Regions from separate parts of the Anas platyrhynchos genome. Here region 1 is linked to region 2. The links are chromatin contacts, called in public Hi-C maps. All regions are on one chromosome and are shown on one strand. Each heading gives the region's core, a stretch centred on a gene start, on an enhancer-like site or on the middle of the called end of the contact. The rest is flanking DNA. Distances are from core to core; before and after follow the strand shown. Region 1 has its middle 82 kb from the start of MID1IP1. Region 2 holds the start of MID1IP1 (MID1 interacting protein 1).

What was found. Hi-C and Micro-C count contacts between places; a contact is called where the count stands out from the background.
Region 1: a contact with region 2 is called in a Hi-C map of small yellow follicle, with 2.9 times the contacts expected there. The contact joins the enhancer-like site here to the promoter of MID1IP1 in region 2. A contact is called at or near these places in 6 of 8 Hi-C or Micro-C datasets (F1 follicle, liver, skeletal muscle and 2 more).

What each region holds. Positions count from the first base shown.
Region 1 is chr1:122,376,011-122,381,940 of IASCAAS_PekinDuck_T2T, forward strand. No RefSeq gene overlaps it. Among named protein-coding and RNA genes, the nearest start is that of MID1IP1, 82 kb to the left of the region's middle. Within about 2 kb of position 3,656, at least 3 of the 8 cell types and tissues checked have an H3K27ac peak or open chromatin away from gene starts, as enhancers often do. A contact at or near this core is called in F1 follicle and small yellow follicle, where this site is marked.
Region 2 is chr1:122,295,474-122,301,144 of IASCAAS_PekinDuck_T2T, forward strand. It overlaps MID1IP1 (MID1 interacting protein 1), which reads left to right and starts at 1,262. Exons shown (of 2, transcript XM_027449008.3): 1 at 1,262-1,479; 2 at 1,693-2,912. The coding sequence starts at 1,798. The coding sequence ends at 2,298. It overlaps LOC101793457 (a long non-coding RNA gene), which reads right to left and starts at 1,228. Exons shown (of 8, transcript XR_011804912.1): 1 at 406-1,228; 2 at 230-299; 3 at 1-38.

The DNA of each region.
Region 1 (5,930 bases), core at 2,406-4,905, 83 kb after region 2:
TGTGAATCCCCTGTGGTCCTGAGCCACACATCAGAGCAGCTGTGTAGCTGTCTAGGGAGGCTGAGCACAGCTGAGAGACTCCCAGCATTTTTATGTTAGGGCTGGTCCGAGTTGACTTGAAGCCCAGAGGCAGATCTCTGCTGAGTGACCCCCGGGTCAAGCCCTTTCATTCCCCTTTGGTGTCTAGAGTTTCAGTGGCGAGGACAGGCAGTGATGTGCACCACTCTCACCAGCAGCCTCTCTCCTTCGCGCTGGAGAAGCCACAGAGATGTACAGGAAGACAAGGGAGCAGGTTCCTCAGTTCCTGTGTCTTCTGGCTACGGATGCATGGTGCATAAAACAGCTTGAAGGAAGAAATTTTGTGGAGACCCCTCTAGTGAGATCTTGAACTAACAAATTACAATTGAATTACAATTAATTTGGAAACTGAGGCTGCATGTTTGCATAGGAGACTTTTACTTCTATGAAATAAATGTTTGCTACCCCTTCCTGCACAACCCAGAGGATAACTCTTTAGTATAAATCTTTACTTTTCCTAGCCACGTTATCCTAACCTGGGAATATGTCTCTTCTTCTCCACATAGTTTGCATTTGCTTGATTGTGATTATTTATTATTATTATTATTATTATTATTATTATTATTATTATTATTATTATTATTATTATTATTATTATTATTATTATTATTATTTTAGCTAGGATAAAAGCCAATGGAAAAAACACCTCTAGAAAAATCTCTGGGGTAGTTTTAATGGGGTAGGTGAAAAGTCCAACTACGATCTGCTGGTAGTGGTGACAACGTCTGTAACTGTATTGTAGAGGGTTAACGTAGGCGATGTGCAGTTTGTCTGTCTCGAGCAGGAAGCGACAAATCCCAGTGGTTTTACTTGCCCTCCTAAATAATCAATCATTTTTATGAATGATTTTGGCAGAAGCTACCCGCTCTGCTGAAGTTATTTGGGTGCCACTGCAAAGAACAGCTTTGGAGTCAGGGCTGAGGTTGTGATGTTGTGGCTTGTGATACTTAGTCAGGAGGGTCACAAGCAACTCAGGACTAATTCCTGTTTGTTTGTTTTGTTTTGTTTTGTTTTGTTTTGTTTTTGTAGCTTTGTGTGTGTGTGTGTGTGTGTGGTTTTCTTTATTATGATTTTCTTCTTTATTAGGAGCAGGGAAACATAATAACAACTTTGGGGCATTTTTAAATTAAACAAGGGTGGAAAAAAGAAAAGCAAGCTGAATGTAAGTGATTGATGCTGCTTATTTGCTCAGATGTTGCCAGGGAGCTCTGAGGAGAGAAGGGAGCAGCCAATGACTGTCAGGCAAAGGGGGTGGAGGAGGCCTTTTTAATTATATCACATTGTTTCTCAAAAAAATATTTTTTTCTCTCTCACAGGGTCTTAAATAAACATCTTGGAAGTACATCGCACTGTATTTTTGCATGTCGATTGCCTGCTTAGCTATGGCTAGCTGCTGACTTCGTGTTTAGGTTCCTGCTTTGATAGGCTGCATCATCACGCTCGCACTGCTAAAAAGATAACAGCCTAGAAGAGATAGGAGACTGGGAATCCTCATCCTCAGGGAATCTTCTCTCTCGGGCACAGGAAGAATGCGTTCGAGTAGTGGTAGCATTGGGAAGATGAAGACCTAACTCTGCAGGTTCTGTGCAATCTGCAATGGAAAGTTGTGGGCAACAGACAGAGCGATAGATCTTAGAGAAGATATCGAGAGCTGAATTACACAATTAAGAGTCTGTTGTGAAATGATTAGAGTACTCCATGAAGACGGTATCCATGTGAGCATGGCAGGGTATGCCACTGAACGTGCCAAGCCCCTGCCTTTGCAGTGGTCCATCCTGGGTACCTGCCCAGAGCATATCACTGCTTGCCCACCTTTCCCTTGTGTTCAGAAAGCGGGGCTTTGGGGAGCAGGTGCCAGGGAGTTGTGGAGTCAGAATGTGGCCAGGAGCAAATCCAGAGCCAGAAACTGGGAACTGCCAATCAATTTGTCATACAGAGAGCCACAGAAACTGGGGCTTCCTGCAAGTGCACCACTGTTGTCCTGTATTTAAAGACTGAGCCCACGCAGATCCACAGGAAGCCTTACAGAAGGGATCGAATACCACTCCTTACATGACAACTGCCTGTGTCTACAGCAGACCCCCCCCACACATCTCAGATGTGTTTTCAATGCAAAATCTGTGGCTTTACACAACCACAGTGACACAAACTTGCAAATGAACTTTGGAGGCTGGACAGGAGAAAGGCAGTGGACATAGTTTTATTGCCCTCTCCTGTCCAACAAAATATCTGCTGGGGTAGGCTGCGTTGCTTCCACCTCATCACTCTGTGTGGTTTGTGGGCTACCACCATGAGGCAAGCAAAAGGACGGCCACCTCATGGCTCAAAATGAACCCAAAAGATTTTCACCCAGCCCCACATCCAAAGCCTAAAGAAGACACTTTTAACAAGAAGAGCGCAGTGGGGGTCCCAGCCTGTTTTTATTGCTTCCATGAAAATCCCAGGATCCTTTCCTCTGTTTGTGAAAGAAAAATGCACCTTTCCCATTGCAGTCAAAGCCAGGCACCTTCTTTCCCCCAGGTTCTCAGGGATACTCTGTTTTCCATCAGCACGTTCCCAGAATAATTTGAGGGGGGAAAGCATTTTTTCCTGCCGCAGCATGTTGCCACAATGCCACAACATGGCTAAGGCCAGAAGATACATTTACAGTGCAGAAAGAAGCTTGATGGGTAAGACCTGAGACCCTACCTTCACCGACAGAGATGTCCACGAGTGTCTCCAAGTCAGAAGACTTGACATCATATAAAATTGTACCAACAGATGATTTAAAAAGCAAAAACCCTTGTAGGTCGATGGGTAAGCTGTACATCTCCCTTTATCACTGGAAAAGGAAAAAAAATAAATAAAAATAGAGTAGAGTAAAAAAGACTAAAATCGAGACTGACTGGCAAAGCTGGGGTGAGGACAGTCCCCACATTTCCTGCCTGGCTTTATGTCTGCAGAGCCTGTTTTTGCAATGATTAATACAACAAACAAGGGACTCACAAAAAGGCTCCTAATGCTCACTGATCAGAAGTATAATGACGTGTAAGCTGCAGCTGTTCCAGTGGATTTCTGAACAGCAGGCTCTTGTTGAATGAGCCCCATGATTATTTATCTCCATCATGGGCTCTTTATTTCAAGGTATTTGTTGTCTTCCCTGCATTTTGACCGGCTGTCCTTACACACAGAAAGCTCTGATAATGGATTTTATTTTATTTTATTTTTTATTAGCCTCCTCTTCCTCCTGCTTCTACAAACACAATGCAGCCCCGAATCACTGCATTATGAAAGGGAAGGCGCTGGCAGTGTTTTAACAAGGGCCTCCCACAGCATTCTCCCCCATTAGCCTCATAAACACAGGGTAGCGCTGGAGCATGTGCTGCGGAGAGAAGGGTCAGGAGACTATTTATTCTCCCCATTTAAACAAAAATGCTTTCTCGTGAGCAAGGAGAGAAGCAAACAAATAAATTAAGCTGTGCCTTGATGGAAGCATTTATACTGTGTCCTTGGGAAATGTACCGAGTGTGGGGATAGAGCAGGCCAGTGTTTAACTTGGCTGATTTGAAATGGTTTGTGTGTAAGTGGAGACCTTGCAGGGGCACCGAGTGCACTCTGCCGCTTGATTTTTTTTTTTTCTTCTTTTTTAATATCTTGTGTCTGGTGCAATCTGCTCTGTTTCAAGGTAAAGTGCTCGTTCTTCAGAGCCACTTCCTGACGGCACCGTGAGCTGCAGTTGCAGCCCCAGGGGCTTGGAGAGAGATGACCAGAGGCCTGATCGCAGTTGCCACAAACTTGCTGCCTGTTGCTGAGGGAATGCAATTTTCTCTCTGACCGCTTCTGCACCCACCTCACAGCTCTGCCTGAAGTGGCAAATATTTACCATTTGCCTGAGAAAATGCACTGTAGACAGGTGTGGCTCTCAAAGAGAAGGAAGCATCCTAAGCCAGGAGCTCCTGGCTATATCCCAGCCCTTTGGTACACGCCTGCTGGGAAATTGCAAGCTTGGTCCAGGCAGAGGGTGCAAGTCACACGTGGAAACCCATCAGCCCAAAGCAGAGCACAGTCAAAGGAGAAGCTCTTTGGACAGTGTGCATTGGCACAAGGCTCCTGACATCAGCACCGTTATGCTGACTTGCATCCAGCAGCGATAGGGGCTCTAAATGTCCATATTTACTAATATTTTAATATGAAAAGACATTTCTGTCATTGCAACTCATTTTCAGCTGGTTCTTTTTCCTTTTTTTTTTTTCCCCCAGAATGACATCACTGTAAGCCCGTTAGTAGCACTGCTCTCCCTGTCACCCTGTCACTCACTGGACCAAAAGTATTTTCTCTGTACGATTCAATTGGAGCTGTAAACTACAAAGGTTCTTTGATTACCATTTTTGTGCAAGGTCAGCATATAGAGCATGGCTGCTATTTTTAATAGAGGTTTTCGCTTTTTTTTTTTTTTTTTCTGAATATGTAAACATAGAAATAAAAAGGATGTCTCTTTGAAGCTTTCCTGCCCTCTTTCCCTGCTGTAGGTCCTTGCTGGGAACCAGTGCTACACGGGCTGTACAGAGGAGGGCACCAAGCTTGTGCATTCCTTGAATGGTTTGGCTCCACTTTAAAATGGGTCATGAGCGGCCACAGGACAAGCTCCTACATACAAATGAAGTCTCCAAAGCAGTACCAGTGTGGGCACGAGCTTTTCTGGTCAGGCCACCTTGGATGAAGGAAAACCACTACTAAAAAAGGAGGGCAGCCTGAAATGAAAGGCTGATTCAAATCAAATCAGCACGCAATAACCCCTGGTCTCACAGTGCTGGAAGCACAGCCACAGGGTTGTGTTCTCTCACGGGCTCTCGAGGAGGTGAGGCAGAGGCAGGAGGGCAGGTGGATTCATTGTGGGGCTTTTTTAACATTTTCTGGCAACCCCTTACTCAGTTAGCCAGGTGGCTAGGACTGTGACAAGACCCAACAGCTGAATGCAGGCAGCAGCCAAAGGGTGAGTGTCAGCTTTGGTTCTCCAGCTGCCCCTAACCTCAGGGGGAAAGGTTGTATCACACCCAAGGAGGGTCAACAGAGGTTGTGGAGTGGGATGGGGGCCTTGGGTAGGACAGGAGCTCATTCTTCACCTCAAGTACTGCAGTGGATTCATCAGTGACTGTACAGCTCTTGCACTCTGTAGACACCGAGCTCATCTTTAGCCCTACATCGTGTTCTGCATCTCCTTGAAGAATCTCTTCTCAAGAAGTGCTGAGCATTTGCTCACCTTCCTTGAGCTGGAGAGTGCTTTTCAGATCCTGCTGTGGGTGCCTCACTTCCTCAGCTGGAGCCGGCCAGAGCTCTGTGAAGGTATTTCAGAGCTGGCTGGGCTGCAGCCACTGAAAGGTAAAGGCATGCAGGGACCTGCAGGATGGAGGGAGCAGGGAAGTCAGACTCCGGCACAACTGTATTGATTGCATCAGGGCTAAATTTCCTCCTTTAAGTGCTGAAAATGCATCATGATTATTATTAGACACTGCTTCTTTTCTTGTTGCGAATGGCTGCGTACGTTAATACTCGTAGGAACCGGACAAAATTACTTGCCCACAGCTTTTTATAATATCCAGAGTTTAAAAAAGCATGAGGTGCTTTTAGCCAGATTGTAACATTTCTGTCTCACGCAGCTGATGGGATGTCTGCTCTACATCCATCCATTTTCTGCTTAAAAGGTCATGTTTAATTTGCTAAATGAGCCCACCTCCCCAAGCGCTCAGCTCTGCAATGTCTTTTCTCTCTCTTTGGCAAGACATCGCTGCATTTTTCCTTTGCTGCTGTGCCGAAAGGGTGTTCCTCCTTACAAAGCTTGTGTGCAGTGATGGAGAAAAAACATCTGCCACCAG
Region 2 (5,671 bases), core at 12-2,511:
AGGGGCGACGGGTTTCCTCGGTTCAGAGCTCGGTACCACTGGACCCAGAAAGGGAAAGGGGGGGAGAGAAGTGTGAAACAACAGCACCAGCCCCGTGCCAGCACGCACGCTGGGACCTGAATTGGCTGAGGAGCCAGTTTGGGCATCGGCCAGCCCTACAAAGGGAGCTGCCAGCACTGCCAGCCCTTCTGGGGAACGGCCGGGTGCTGCTCCTCCAGCACCCACCTACCTCAGTGCTCCTAATGGTGGCTTATGGAGGGCTGACTGACAGAGGACTTGCCGATATCAGAAGCGGCTCGCTAACAGGCGCAGGTGAAGGAACACGTTAAGGAAGCGCTACTTGCACACAGAGCTTTGTGCCCCGGCGTGACTCTGGGGTTAGGGATCCGCATTTACGGGCCTCACCCGCTGAGGGAGCCACGGGTTTCTTGCCGGGGCCGCACGTTATAACGGTACCCGCAGGTTTAACACTGAGCACGCAGACTCGCATTTAAGGCGCCTCTTTTTAATTCACCGAGAGGGAAATTTTTTTAATTTTTTTAATTCACGCCGCGCCTCAGGGCTGACCGGAACACCGGGAAGTTGAAAAAAAAAATAAAAAATCAAAAATAAAAATAAATAAATAGATAGATAAATAGATAGATAAACAGACACGGCAGCCGGCCGGCCCGGCGCCTGAGGGGCCGCTGAGGCAGCTCGGCGCTAACGGCTGCCCGCCGACCGTTAACGGCCGCCCCGCGCGCCAGCCCCGCCCCCCCCCCCTCCCCGCGGCTGCCCCGTCGCCATGGCAACGCGCTCCCCCCCCCCCCCCCCACGTGACCCGCGGCGGGCCGCCTGTTACCAGGGACGCGGCGGGGGAAGGGGCCGCTCTTCCTGATTGCCCCCCCCAGCAATGCCATTGGCCGCCCTCCCATTGGCTGGGGAGGGAGGGGGGGGCGCGGGGCCGGGCCGCTGATTGGCTGGGCGCGGAGGTGAGGCCGTGGGGTGATGGCGGGCCGGGCGGCTCGGCGCCATTATGGGAAAGAAGGGGGGAAAGGGGGGGGGAAGCGCGAGCGCGCGCGGAGCCGTGCACGCGGCGCCGCGCGCGCGCGCGCGGGCGGCAGCCAATGGGAGGGCGGCGGGAGGGCGGGCTGCACGCGCCGCCCGCGTGGCCCCCTCAGTCCGCGGCGGCCCCCGCAGGAGGCGGGCGGGCGCCGGAGGCGGCTCCGTCCCCGCGGCCTCCTCCCCCCTCCCCTTTTCCCTCCCCCTTCTCCTTTTTCCCTCCTCCCTCTCCCTCCCCCGGCTGTGGGGAGAGAGGCGGAGCCGCCGCCGAGCCCCGGGGCCGCCGCCCGCCGCCTTTATCTGTCCCGGCGGCGCGGGGGGGTGGCACTGGGGAACACCTCGTCGGCGGGCAGGCGCTTATAAATAGGGCGGCGGGGATGGGAGCGCGGACACGGGCGGCGGCGGGCTGACGGCGGCGGGGAGCGGCTGCGCCACACGGTGGGTGCCGGTTCATCCGGGGGGGTCAGCCATCGTCCACGGGTGCCTTTGTGGGTGTTATTTGGGGGGTGTTCCGTGGCTTTTCGGGCGGAGGGGGGAGGGTGGGGGCGGTGGGGCCGCTTGTAGGGGTGGCTCCGGGGTGGGAGAGGGAAAGGGATAAGAGGGGGAGCACAGCTCGGTGCAGCGCGATCCCTAACGCCCTCCTCCCCGCAGGGCTTCCCCACGGGACAGCAGCAGCCGAGGCACGGCGGAGGGCAGCCGCAGCGCCTAGCCAGGAGGAGGAGAAGGAAGGACGAGGAGGAGGTGATCCCCGCCGTCATGATGCAGCTCTGCGACTCGTACAGCCAGAAGTACTCGCTGCTCAACGCCATGAACCGCTTCATCGGCGCCGTCAACAACATGGACCAGACGGTGATGGTGCCCAGCCTGCTGCGCGACGTGCCGCTGCTGCTGGAGGAGCTGGACGCGGCCGGAGCCGTCTGCCCGCAGCGGGAGGCCCCGCTGCCCACCGCCAGCCCCGGCGCTTACTTCTCCCGGCGGGACATGTACAGCCACTACGTGCTGCTCAAGTCCATCCGCAACGACATCGAGTGGGGCGTGGTGCAGCCACCGCCACCGGCCGCCGACGAGGCCGCCCGCAAGAAGGACAAGCTGGGCGGCGGGCCGGCCGAGGAGGGCGAGGCGGAGGAGGACCTGGAGCAGCAGTTCCACTACCACCTCAGCGGCCTGCACACGGTGCTCTCCAAGCTCACCCGCAAGGCCAACGTGCTCACCAACCGATACAAGCAGGAGATCGGCTTCGGCAGCTGGGGGCAGTGAGGGTGGGAGCGCGGGGCGGGGGACGGGATGGGACGGGATGGGATGAGACGGGACGGGGGGCGGCGGTGGGAGCGGGGTTCCCTCCGCAGGACCCCCCCCCCTCCCTTGTTTTGCACTACTTTCCTAACGGGGGTGGGGTCTCCCCGCGTGCTCCCGGGACTGCAGTCGTTTTTACCAACGCACAAAACAGAGAGCGAGCGAGATGTAAATTAATCGATACTAGTTTATTAATTTTTTTTCCTCTTTTTTTTTTTTTTTTGTATGGTGTGGGGCAAGCTGTGCCTCTTCCAGGCAGGGAGGGTGGATTTGTACGTGTATGAGCGCGTTGCATAGCTGGCCGGTCTGAGGCTAAAGAGAAGCTGATGAAAATAACGAGACCGGCTTAAAATTGCTCGTCTTACCCGGGACGGGACCCAGTGGACTCGCAAACACCCCAGTTCACTGGGAAGGATGAAGGGTTCCACGGTTGTACATGTACTGAAGCCTATTTAAAACTTTTTTACTCAGATGTAGAGTATATTCTAAAATAAATGCAAATGTATTGACTAAAAGTGACTTAACTTTTTGGTATGATTTATGTTTCATTAATTAAATGATATTTTTAACATCTGAAATTCATCTGTTGTTCTTATTTCCGGCACTGCCTTTGTAGACACAGAAATCTCTGTGTGTGTGTAAGAGACTTGCTGTTTGGTTTTTGTTTTTTTTCGGTTTCCAAAGGGAGTGACTAGGTACGATGGTAACTCGGCAGATCTAAAACTGGCAGTGAGTGAATTAAGCACACCGTAGGTGTCCCCAGTGCTGGTCAGCTATTCCCAACCCAGTCGTGCAGGGGTTCTGTACGAGCAGGAGCGTGAAGGTCAGCGCCTCTTTAACAGAATCTGAGAAGATGGAGTCATGGCTACTCGCAGGCAGCGATTCATGGGGGCTGGAGCGGAGCCTAGCAATGACTTGTGTTTTTTTTCAGGAGGTATCTGAATGCACTGCAGGCAGCCCTTTTCTCTGCCTCAGAATAGGTCTGGGACGCTTGCCTCCCCCGTCTCCTCTCCTCTGCAACCCTCTTTGGTAACTAGAAGTTAATTGGTTATGTTGTGCAAATCGTTTTTATTTCATTTTCTGTGTTCTTTATTATTCCGTTTGCTGAAGCAATGTGCCTCAGAATTGGGTCTGCATACCAGGTTTGCTGTTTAGGCTCGATCTCGAGTAAGATCTAACATTAAAAGTGTACTTGATTACATTAAAGTGTGTGCATAGCCATTGAATAAATACAGGCATCTTCCATAAGGTAGGAAGTCTGCAGGCAAGGGCATGCTGTGTGTGTAGGCACCTTCTTACACTGAGATTTCATTCTCTGTTACTGCTCTCAAATACAGGGCTGGTTTGTTTGTGTCTTCTAAAGATAACTTTTCCTCTTAGCTTTAAGGATTTTTATTTTGCTTACATTGTTGTATGTGTGTTGTTTTGTGTTTGTTTTTTTTTTTTTCCCAGCTCCTCTGTTAGTGCGTTGTGGTAAAGCACAGGCACTCCAGGCATCGTACAAGTTGATGTGTGTGTGCAGCTAAAAGAATCAGCCTGCAAGTATGTTTAAAATGCATATTTTAGAAGGCTTGCCCTTCTAAGGTAAAGGAGAGCTTCAGGAGGCCGGATGATTTTCTAAGCTTAGTGGTGATTGTTCTCTTTTGTAATGTTTTCAGCCCTCCCTTCCCCTCCCCCTTTGGGAGGATGCCAGGAAAAAACCCAGGGAGCAATGAGGGGGATTACCCTGGTTTCCCAGCCCAGCCCATGGGGTGCACAAGTTGGGGTGCCTTGTGGTGGGGTTTTACCCTTCTGAACCCCAGGGCGAGAGGAAGAAGCTGTTCGGCCCTGCTGCCTTGTGCTGGGCCTGCTGAAAGCTGCCTTACAGCCCCGTTCAGAAGGGCTTGTAAAAGTCCGGACTCAACCAGCTAACGCAGCAGCACTGACTTCTGAACCCCTGCTAACTTCCAGCTTCAGGCTCTGTGCTGCTTGGGGGTTGCGCAAGAGGCAGGGAGCTGCTGAATTAAAGGATGAGTAACGCTAGGAAAAGAGCTGGTGTTACGTTAGTGCAGGATCGCCCTGTATGACATCTGTTCTGCTTGCATCCTAAAAAAAAAAAAAGATTTTTTTCAGTGAAAGAGCAGCTAAAAACTAGCAGCAGTTGGCGGTAAAGGAGGAATTCCCTTACAAATCTGTCTGTGGGTAGCAGAAGATGTGGTTCTGGGAGGATGACATGGTGCTTTGAGGGGATGACACAGCATTTTGAGGGCTTGTCCTGTGTGGGTGACCACCCCGTGGTTCTCCAGCTGCACGTGGCTGCTGCGTGGGGCCCTGCCTCATGACCGGCAGCAGCCTGGGCAAGAAACCGCTGAGACACCCACCAGAAGAGACTCTGCCACCTTCCACCTGCGAGCCGCTTCAGAGTTCCCCTTTTTCAAGGTTATCTGAGCGAATCGAGGATCAAGAAAGCAATCTCATGATGCAGGGGAGGGGAAAAAAATATCAGATACCAACAGGGATGTGTGTGGCACGCAAAGGACAAGGAAGGGAGCTGCTGGTGGCTGGCACCGCTGAGGAAAGCAACTTTGCCTGAAAAGTGCTCGGGCAATTACGTAAATACCAGCACCTGACACTGCAGTAAGCAACGATGGAAATGCAAAGTTTTAGTGCCCGGATTTTTTATGTCAGATGCTGAACTGGGGAAAAATAAAATCCATTAGCGGTGCTAGGTAATACAATTAAGTTTATTTTTAGGAGGAGTCACATTTTCTTCTGAAAGACTGGGTAACTTTAAGTGCTCTTGATTGGATACCAAGTCCAGCAAACCTTTAGTCTGCTCCAGTAAAGCGCTTTTGATACCTGTAAGCGATAATGAAAGTGACGCGAATCTAACTTAAAATATCTTTATGATGCCAAATATTCTGATAAGTGCCTTTCTCTCCATGCCAGGCCTGAACAGAAAGCCAGCTCGCGGAGCTGCAGTGTCCACGTGCAAAGTTGTGGGATATACGGGCGCACGGCGACGAGCAGCTGGAGTTTTTAGCTCGCTGAAACTAAATAGGCCCGATATACAGTAAGCAGAGTAATAAATAATGAGACGCAGAACAGTTTGCACTCGTGAATTGATTACAGCCGAAGGGATCTTACAGCCAAGGAGCCTCAAGGACATTCCTCACGGGATGCATCAGTTCGGATATATAAATGCCCGGTGCACGTCATTGCAGTTTATGAGCTAACTCTTATTTTTGTATATACAAAAGAACGGGAGGGCAAACAGGAAAAACGCTGAGGTTTGGTCTCAAGGCATGTGTGTGTATATATCTATAAAATAAGGGTTTGGGGGATCGGGCACGAGCCC